2 separate regions of the Gossypium hirsutum genome follow, and region 2 is linked to region 1. The links are chromatin contacts, called in public Hi-C maps. All regions are on one chromosome and are shown on one strand. Each heading gives the region's core, a stretch centred on a gene start, on an enhancer-like site or on the middle of the called end of the contact. The rest is flanking DNA. Distances are from core to core; before and after follow the strand shown.

Region 1 (4,502 bases), core at 1,290-3,789:
AAGCGTATACGTAATTGTCGCTGCATGGATCAAAATTCACCACCTAGACCAACCACGAAAAAAACTATTTCAGTTATACTACCTGTTGGCTAGATGTAGAAAAGCTTATAAATGCAAATACTGCACTAAAATTAGAAAGGAACCCCTCGGGCTTTTAGGACTAGCAGCTCAGGAGTGATGATGTAGATGCATTTTCTAGCAACTTTGACTTGTCCTTAACCCAAGCTTCTAAATGGTCTAAAAATAAAATTTTGAACTTGGCCGACATGGCCACATATGAACAATAGTTACTCAAAAACCTAATGAGACTGACAGACATATTAGACTGCAAAAGCTTGTTCCAACTGTTGTGTGGGTTGTTTTAGTCAACTTACAGAAGGCTCCTTGGGCTGGACTCTGAGGCTTGAATCGTGGCATAAGGGGGCGTAGATATTGTAAATATCAATGTTGTAAGTATCCCTGTTAACCTCATCAGTGGCTGCCTTGCATTCGGTACTGGACTCCGCGTCCATGTTATTCTCGGATTCAAGATTACAGTATTTTGAAATCCTGTACGCAGTTTCATCTGAAATGAGAGCATGACTCTTAAAGAAGTCATACATTCCTTTAACGTCAGTTTCATCATTGATCACAGCATTCCCAATCTGAAATTCATGTTCAACACAATTAGGCTCGAATATAAAAAAAGAAAAATTGAAAGAGAAGGAAAAGGACAAGCAGACAATGACATACTATGATCCCTTTGAGATTGATAAGGGTGGTGTTAGCCTTTTTGTTGTGTAGGAGAATGGTATGTGCAAGTTGAGGAACATAATGCCCCGCATAGCTTTCACCAGAGATATAAAAATCCCTTTCTTTGTATTCAGGAAACCTCTCCAACCAGTTTATCAAGAACACATAGTTATCAACAGCTGTTTTACTGTCACCACTTTTATCATAATCAGATGTTGTGTTGGAGTATGAAAATCCTACTCCAGCAGGCGACTCCAGAAACAAAACATTTGCAGCTGCATGCAATTATTAAGAAAATAAACTCTTTTTTCCTTTTCCTTTTAATGCCTGAAATGAAACTGAATTGCTAATAAAAGATTACCATGGTTCCATGAGTATCTATTTCTGTAAACTGTTTTTCCATTGCTATGAACACGAAAGGGTCCAATCTCTTCCATTGCCCCGTAGGCTAGAGATGAACACCCGGGCCCTGATCACAATATATATAACAAATATATTCATATTAATCATCAAACTGCTCTTTCACTGTGTTTCATATAAAATAAAGTCAAACTGAAACCTTTTTTTCTTCTTTCTTTCTAAAATGCCAGAGTTTTGAAATCTAGTTTTAATTACAAGCAAAGTGCTTCAGAGCTGATAACAACAGTAAAATCTAATAATTCAAACAGAACATGGCCATCACTTATTCTGCCAACTTGGGGTTCCATAAAAACTGTACTATCATAATAATGAAAAAAAAAGACAACATATGGTAATAATATATATACATGTTGTCATGTAAACATCGATCCGTGTGATATGTTGTTAGAACACTCAACTTTTTATTTAATTCCACAATTAGTAAAACATGCATGCCGAGAAATCCTCCACAGGGACTGCAGTACACGGCCATCCCCGCAAAACTTGGTAGTTAACAGGCCAGGAAGATGTAGATATTACTTTTATAATAGGAACCATGCAATTTTTATTTTTATTTTTATTTTCACATTCCATGATTAATTAATAGTATCCAATGGTTATTAATAATTAGCTCCAACATAAGGAATGTGGCCTCGTTTAAGCAAGGAACTAAAGAGAGTGACAAAGAAAAAGGCAGGTAATTTGATTTAATGGAGACATAAAAATAAGATGTAGGATAAGTTGATAACCAAAAAACTAGATTAATTGAAGAAGAGATGATTGGGGGCTTTAAACAAAATAAAAAGACAATGCAGAGCCTACCTCCATTAAGCCAAAGAAGAAGAGGCAAAGACTCCTTAGAATGGTGGGCCTCAACGAAATAATAGTAAAGTGCACGACCTGCTTTTTTATCAACTGTTACGTACCCACCGTACTGTGAAAATCGGACATGAGGTTGACCAGGCAACTTTGGAATTCTATCTTTCTCTTTCATTTCTTCTTGTCCATGAATCCTGCTCTTGTTTATGTGGTGAATTGCCTTGAAAGGACTCTTATTAAGAACATGACTTCCCTTCATTTTGATCTCGTAAAGATGGCCAAGAGCTTCTGTTTGCTTCTTCCCATGGCTTGGAGCTACCATACATGAAGAAACAATGAGGAAGAAAGCAACAAGGACAACAACATAACATTTCTTCTCCATTGCTTACTTTCTGTTGGAAAGACAAGGACGGGGCTTTCATTGTTTCAGATCCAAATGTGGGTGTTTTTATATCATATCAAATGCCCAAGAATAATTGTTTTAAATGAATAAGATTTCAACAACCAGCAAGGTTTGAGGTTTTTTTTTTTCAAAGAAATAGTAATCTCATCCAAACTACGGCATGATGCTTAGGCAACAATACATACAATCATGTTATGCCATGTGAGGGTAATTACAAAAAAAAATGGTCAATCGATCAATGAACACGGAAGAGCAGCATGATTGAAACTTGTTCACATGATTAAGTTGAATAAATGTGATCCACAATAAAAACTAATTAAATAATAATCTATTGGTAATTGCAATTTTAGTTAAGCACCCTCTACAAAAATTAATATAGGTTAATTTGGGTTACAATTTGTAGATATGATTTGCTTTATTTTATTTATTAATTAATTTACACAGTAAAAGGAAATAGAGAGAGAATTCTAGGTAGATGAAGAATATAATTATAAATGAGACAAAATGTAAATTAAAGCCTGCATATATTCTTTTATTATAAAGTAATAGATGTTATACAGTACAAATATAATAGTAATTAATTTTGATATTTATGTGATGGCACGATGATTAAGAGTGTTCACTATATCAAGTGTGTCTTGGATTCAAGTTACAGTAATCGTATTTATTGTTCAAATTTTTTACTTTATTATTGTAATTCAGTACAAAATATATATATTCTTCTCTTTTTATATTGTTACTAGGAAACTTGAGATTTTATCTAATTACTTCTCTAACTTTGCTAATTGTTGTTCTTATAATATGCAAAACAAAAGTGAGTAGGCAGTAGCAATAAGGGCATGAAATTGCAGCATCCGCTGAAACTCCCTCTCTACAATCGCAGCTCCTCTTTGTACAGCTACACGCCGTCCTATTTAGGGATCACAACGTGGTAGGGCAGCCGATATGATCCTGACTTAGAAAAATAATTTTGCTTGTTTTTCTTTTGAAACATATAAAATTTAATTTTTTTTGAGTTTAGACTTAAAACTCAATATATTTATTTATTAAAAGTTAAGAGTATTTTTATAAATATCTCACAACGGAATGGAACGAATTTACCTAAAATCCGACCCACCTCGAGCCCAGATTTTCAAAAAGAAAAATCCGGATGAACTCGAAATTAGTCAGATTCGCTGGTACTACTTCAAATCCTTCTTGCCAATTGCCCACTTGCAATATTGTTCAGACTTGCTTTGTTTTGTTTTTGTATTTGATTCATACCCATGATCCAATTTGGAGTTTTCTTAAATCCAAACTGTCCTAAAACCTATCCAGTGTGTCTACAATGACCATCCCCACCTCATAGAAACAATACCAAGCAATATTCATATGTCAATCTAAGCTAACAATTGGTTTGATTCGATTAATATCTTCGGAAATGGGCTAAAGGATTGTTCCCATATACGAGTGAAAAAATAGAGCAGACTCAGGAGTGTAGCCACTCATCCGTACCATGTTATTGGGCTGCCTTCACTCCATGGAAATTCAATTTGAATCCTATTCTAAAGCCTTTTTCAGATCAGAAGCTTCAACATGGGTCAATATGGGCCTTCTTTAACCAATCACAACCATCTTTTAGCCGACGAACACCATAATATAAAATCATAAGGAGAAGCCGGATATGCAGAAAAGCGCATCTCAGAAGCATACTTGATAGCGCCGGCACTGCACTTTCCTCCATCCTTCCAGCCTCAGCCAGGATTGCTTCCAACCCCAAAAGCCGCGTTGGATAAAAATTTATATTTATTGAACTCTAAGCACATTGATTACGCCGTCGCCAAAATTGATACCTCCTCCTTCTTGGGTTCGAATTTTCAATGGTACAGAAAGCAGTGCAGCACACGCCTCTTCTGTCCAGCTAAAGCAATTAAGCAAAACCCCTTCTCTTGCGGTAATAAATAAAAGCTTACCACCCTCTTAGCTCATCAGTCAAGTTGTTTTTGTATTAGGCAATGCTACTTTTGGTTGAAAAGCTTACCAAATTATACTCCAAGCTGGAGAACCACCACCGACAATCAGAGGTAGATGTTTTGTCAGCTGCTCTACGGGCTTTTCGATCTGATGTTTCCAATTGCCTTGAATTTAAAACCTGGATCAGAAATCTCGT
Region 2 (4,502 bases), core at 650-3,149, 170 kb before region 1:
TCTTCATACAGACACACCAAAAGTTAATAAGAAAAAAAAGAAGAAGATAAAGTCATAAGGAGCATATAAAGTATATATTATTTGTTCTCTAAGGCTTAAGAAGAGATTTCACTCGCATAAACTTACCTCAACACGATGTTGCCAATCACTGTTCGGCTCAACCTTTGGAACTCCCTGCATATGAAAGGACAACAAAAATATCTTAGAAATGCAAAATCAACACGAAAGAAGAGAGAAAATAAGGTTAGTTGTTCATGAATAGGTCGGTCATCAACAAATTTCCCACTCAATTGCTAATAAGTATTCCATATACACGAACTGATTTCCAAATACTCACATCATTAGCCCAATCAGGCTTATCAATGTGAGCAGGTACATTACGCTTGACAGATATGGGATATGGTCTAAGTGACCTGAACAACAAAGATAATAATAAAAATCAGAAATAACAAGGACCCAAACTTAAAAAGAAAGTGTAAAAGAGGGACTACAATCTTAGACAAGTACCCTGTCCAATTAAAAGGAGGAAGTTTCGGAGTCCGACTTTGTCCTTTCCTCAAGCAATATAGCCAACCCTCACTAGCTAAATCAGAGTTTTGTCCACCAGCACCATCTGTACCAAGTGAAGACAGCTTTGCCTTCAAATGAACTGACTTGTGTGAGCTCCAAGAAGCCTTGAAACAATCCTGAGTGCTGTCAATAAAAACAACACCATTAAAGAAGAAAAGGGTTACATTCTTCTATTAGTCCCTATACTTTGTGAAATTTGAGGATTTCGTCCCTACTTCAATTTGATGTTCAAATTAGTCAATTTTAGTCTAGTCCTTACCCAAACAGTAACACTTAAATCTATTTGGATAAATTCAATTGCTAGTACTGTATTATGTATAGGTTTGTAGATTTAATTCATATTCTCCAATTGGATCATTTAAGTCCCTATACTTTTTGAATTTTGACATTTTAATACTAACATAAATGATAATAGTTAATTCACTAACTGGATTTTTAAAGAGTACTATGTGGAAATAGTAAAGCTAACACAATATTTAATATACCATAATATGTTTGCCTCATCAAATTTTGAAAATAGCATAACTTAATAAATTTAACAGTTATCAGACAGAAATTTTAATTTTTGAAAAGTACAGCGACTAAATAAAAATCTACAAGAAAAAGATATACATACCAGAAGGCAGCACCTTCACGAGGAAGCTTTAACTGCACACACTTAGGACACCTACAGACAATAAGCTATATCATTAACAAAAGGATTCAGCTTAATTGTAAAGTTCATCACTATTAACCAAATACAGCTCAATTCACATTTTTTTATGCTCAAAATAATTTAAAAAAAAAACACTATAAACCAATTACAAGCTAATTCAAAATATCTCACAAATTTGAAAGCTACCCAATGTTAATTACACCAAAAAATTTGATATTCTAAAAATGATAATATCTTAAAGCGAAAACAATAACATACTGAAGGCTAGCAGGATTGCTACAACGAGCACATGAAAGCGTCTCCGCCGCATCAGAGCCACCAGCCATTGGACCTTATGTATAAGATTGAACCACCCGGTTCAATTCAAAAATAAATTAAAAGGAAAGAACCAATAAACTATTACTGAATTGTCTGTGATTGAAAAAATAAATTGGGGAATTTTTTTATTGAGAAAATTAGGGTTAAACTTTTATAGTAATAAATAATCTGGGTTCCACTAACAAATCCCTAAAAACTTAATAAAATTTCTCCCCAATCTATTTATCTGCCAGCGATTTTTAACTTAAATTACGATTGACAATGAAAGAGTTAGAAAATTGAAATTTCAGCCCAAAATGTACAATCTTGTCTTAAAAAAAACCTAATTGTCGGCTCAAGGAAGATAAAGCTCTAGTCTTTTAGGGCTTTTGGAATTTTAAATCTTTTTATTTGGAACTAGGGCTTTGAATATTCATAGCTTTTGGGCTTATCTTGCATCTTCGGCTTTTCTATTTTTGTTTTGGGTACATTAACGTTTTGGACACTTAAATTGGTTATAAAATAGTCACTAAATTATTTAAAAGTTTTTTATAAGTCACTAGATTGTTAAAATTATTATTGTATGGCATTATCTGTTTGCACCATCTGCACCAATAGAAAGCTCCCATTCTCCTTTTTTTTATATAGTTCTGTTGTTTTTTATATTGTTTGAACGTTACAAATTTGCAAACTAAAATTCAAATAAAATTTTTTTCTGATCATCAGATTGACATGGATTTAAAGTATGTTCTTCTACTCATCGATGAGCATTAATCCATCGTATTAATCGTTAAATCGTCGCTTGAAACTCACAAGTTAGACTTAAAAAAAAGAACTTAACAACACAGTGACTTAAAGAAAACTTTTGAGTGATTCACTGACCATTTTGTAATTTTTTTAAAATTAAAGTAACTAAAACGTAAATTTACTAGTAATTTAGTTAGATTAAATTATTTTTTAGAGAAAATGTTTCGATTGTGTTTGATAAATTGAATTCGAAGATGGCTTATATAGGAAAATAGATTGGGTTTAGAGGCTAGAAGATTCTACGAGATATATAATAAACTTTAGGAACATTAGAGTTTACTTAGAGACACTATTATCGGTTGCTCATTTGATTATATTGGTAAGTATAGTGACTAGTTTATTGATCCTGCAACAAGGGATAGGTGATAGTCTTAACCCCAAAATAGTAAAAGTATCTTGTAATTTCTTCAAATTTTAAAAAATCACATGCTTGACAAAGCTATCGAGTCTTGAGTATCTATTTATATTTATACTATATTTAAGTTATTTAATTTCACAAGTATTTACTACAAATCATATTTTAGCTTTATATAAAAAATATAAAAATTAATTTAAACTTCAACTCTTAATTAATCACAATTATCTTTTAAACTTTTATTAATAATACTAAAATAACATACAATTTAACCCATAAAATATTTTAGCTATAATTTTTAGATTAAAACTTTTAAAGGCATTATTATCACATCACAAAAACATTAACAACATTACAATAAGAAACCATTAAATTAAAGCCTTGAATTAAAAGGCACACCAGTCTCTGGAATCCATAGCTCTCCTTGTATGAACCTATTCACCGTAAAAGGGTTAGCCTCTTCGGCCCGGTTGAAGACATGAAAACCGGGCCACTTCACTCGATTCCCGATCGAAGCACCATTCCCTGTGTTCCTATACTCCGCATAATACAACGTTGACAACGCAAAGCTGCCGCTCCATTCATTCCATCCCTTGGGGTCGATTAAACCGTCAAGGTCCGTCTTCATGAACACCGTCCTTGAATACTTCTTCCATGGCCTACCTAAGTAACTCTTGAACAAATGCTTGACCGAATCGAAATCGGGTGCTGGCCTCACTCGGGATTCCACGATTGAAATCCCTGTGTTCTCGTTGGGATCGTCTCTCCCTTGTGCCGTTACCATGTTGGATTGATGGTCCATCGGTCTTTTGACAAAGATGTCGCAGTTTTGCAACACGGCCGAGGCGTCACCAAATATGTAATCGATTGTGCCGTGTATGTGACAGTCTCGGTAAAATTGTCGCAGCGAGTGGAGGAAGAGACTGTCTTGGTAACCCTTGATGCTACAGCGGTAGAACACAGAATGATCGGAACTTACCCTTAATGCCACAGCTTGATGTTTATGCGGACCGGCAGTGTTCTCAAATGTCACGTCCCGTGCCCAAAAACCATCCCCGGAAACACCTACAAAAACAAAAAACTGAATTAAACGCATCCATATCATCAAATCTAAAATTTGAACTCGAGTTTCTTACCGAATGTTGCGGAGCCATAAGTAGTGGAACCATCCGGTACATTTCGGTTACCAGTTACGATTGTTTTGTCCATGCCATCGCCGACCAACATTATGTTTTTAAGGTTCTTGTCTATGTCTACTTTCTCATTATACACCCCTGCTTTCACATAAATGATTACCCTTGGACGACGGTTGTTACCTATCCTAGCAACGGCGGCCACCGCATCATTGATCGTTTTGTGAGTACCGGAGCCATCTTTTGACACGACAAAATCAGCCTTTGAAGTTGTTGGGTTCCATGATGTTAAGAGTTTCCCACCGAGTCGTGGTCTATGCATTAGCTCTGTCGAGAACAGAACAAATAGGTAATTTAGTAAGTAGTAGGTTTCTATGCAAAAGAACCAGTCCAATAAAAGAGAAAAGTCAAATTCTTCTTCGAGTCCTTCTACTCTGCTTAAATTTACAAAAATTTAAAATTTTGAATTTCGTTAATCCAAATGGTTAGCCCAATATAAATACTAATACCAATCAGGATCGATTTTTAACTGAAGAATCAATTTACTCTTTAATTTAATATGGAAAAATTAATTTATTCATTTTCTAATAAATTAAGAAAATTACGTGTGTTGAAAATTTAAATTATTTTTGAAAAGATAATTTAATTCGAAAAATACCTTCCAGCTAATGCTAGTATTTTGAAA

What was found. A called contact is a pair of places that touch in the nucleus more often than the background predicts.
Region 2: a contact with region 1 is called in a Hi-C map of leaf, with 2.3 times the contacts expected there. The contact joins the promoter of LOC107893909 here to the promoter of LOC107893917 in region 1. A contact is called at or near these places in 10 of 34 Hi-C or Micro-C datasets (anther and leaf).

Annotation. Positions count from the first base shown.
Region 1 is chrA12:78,698,329-78,702,830 of Gossypium_hirsutum_v2.1, reverse strand. LOC107893917 (serine carboxypeptidase-like 40) reads right to left here and starts at 2,539. Exons shown (of 7, transcript XM_016819063.2): 1 at 1,954-2,539; 2 at 1,094-1,201; 3 at 733-1,007; 4 at 375-644; 5 at 1-43. The coding sequence starts at 2,332.
Region 2 is chrA12:78,867,680-78,872,181 of Gossypium_hirsutum_v2.1, reverse strand. It overlaps LOC107893909 (methionine aminopeptidase 1A), which reads right to left and starts at 1,899. Exons shown (of 16, transcript XM_016819055.2): 1 at 1,484-1,899; 2 at 1,187-1,237; 3 at 508-693; 4 at 338-413; 5 at 127-174; 6 at 1. The coding sequence starts at 1,551. LOC107893911 (probable pectinesterase/pectinesterase inhibitor 36) reads right to left here. Exons shown (of 3, transcript XM_016819056.2): 2 at 3,821-4,144; 3 at 2,942-3,749. The coding sequence ends at 3,058.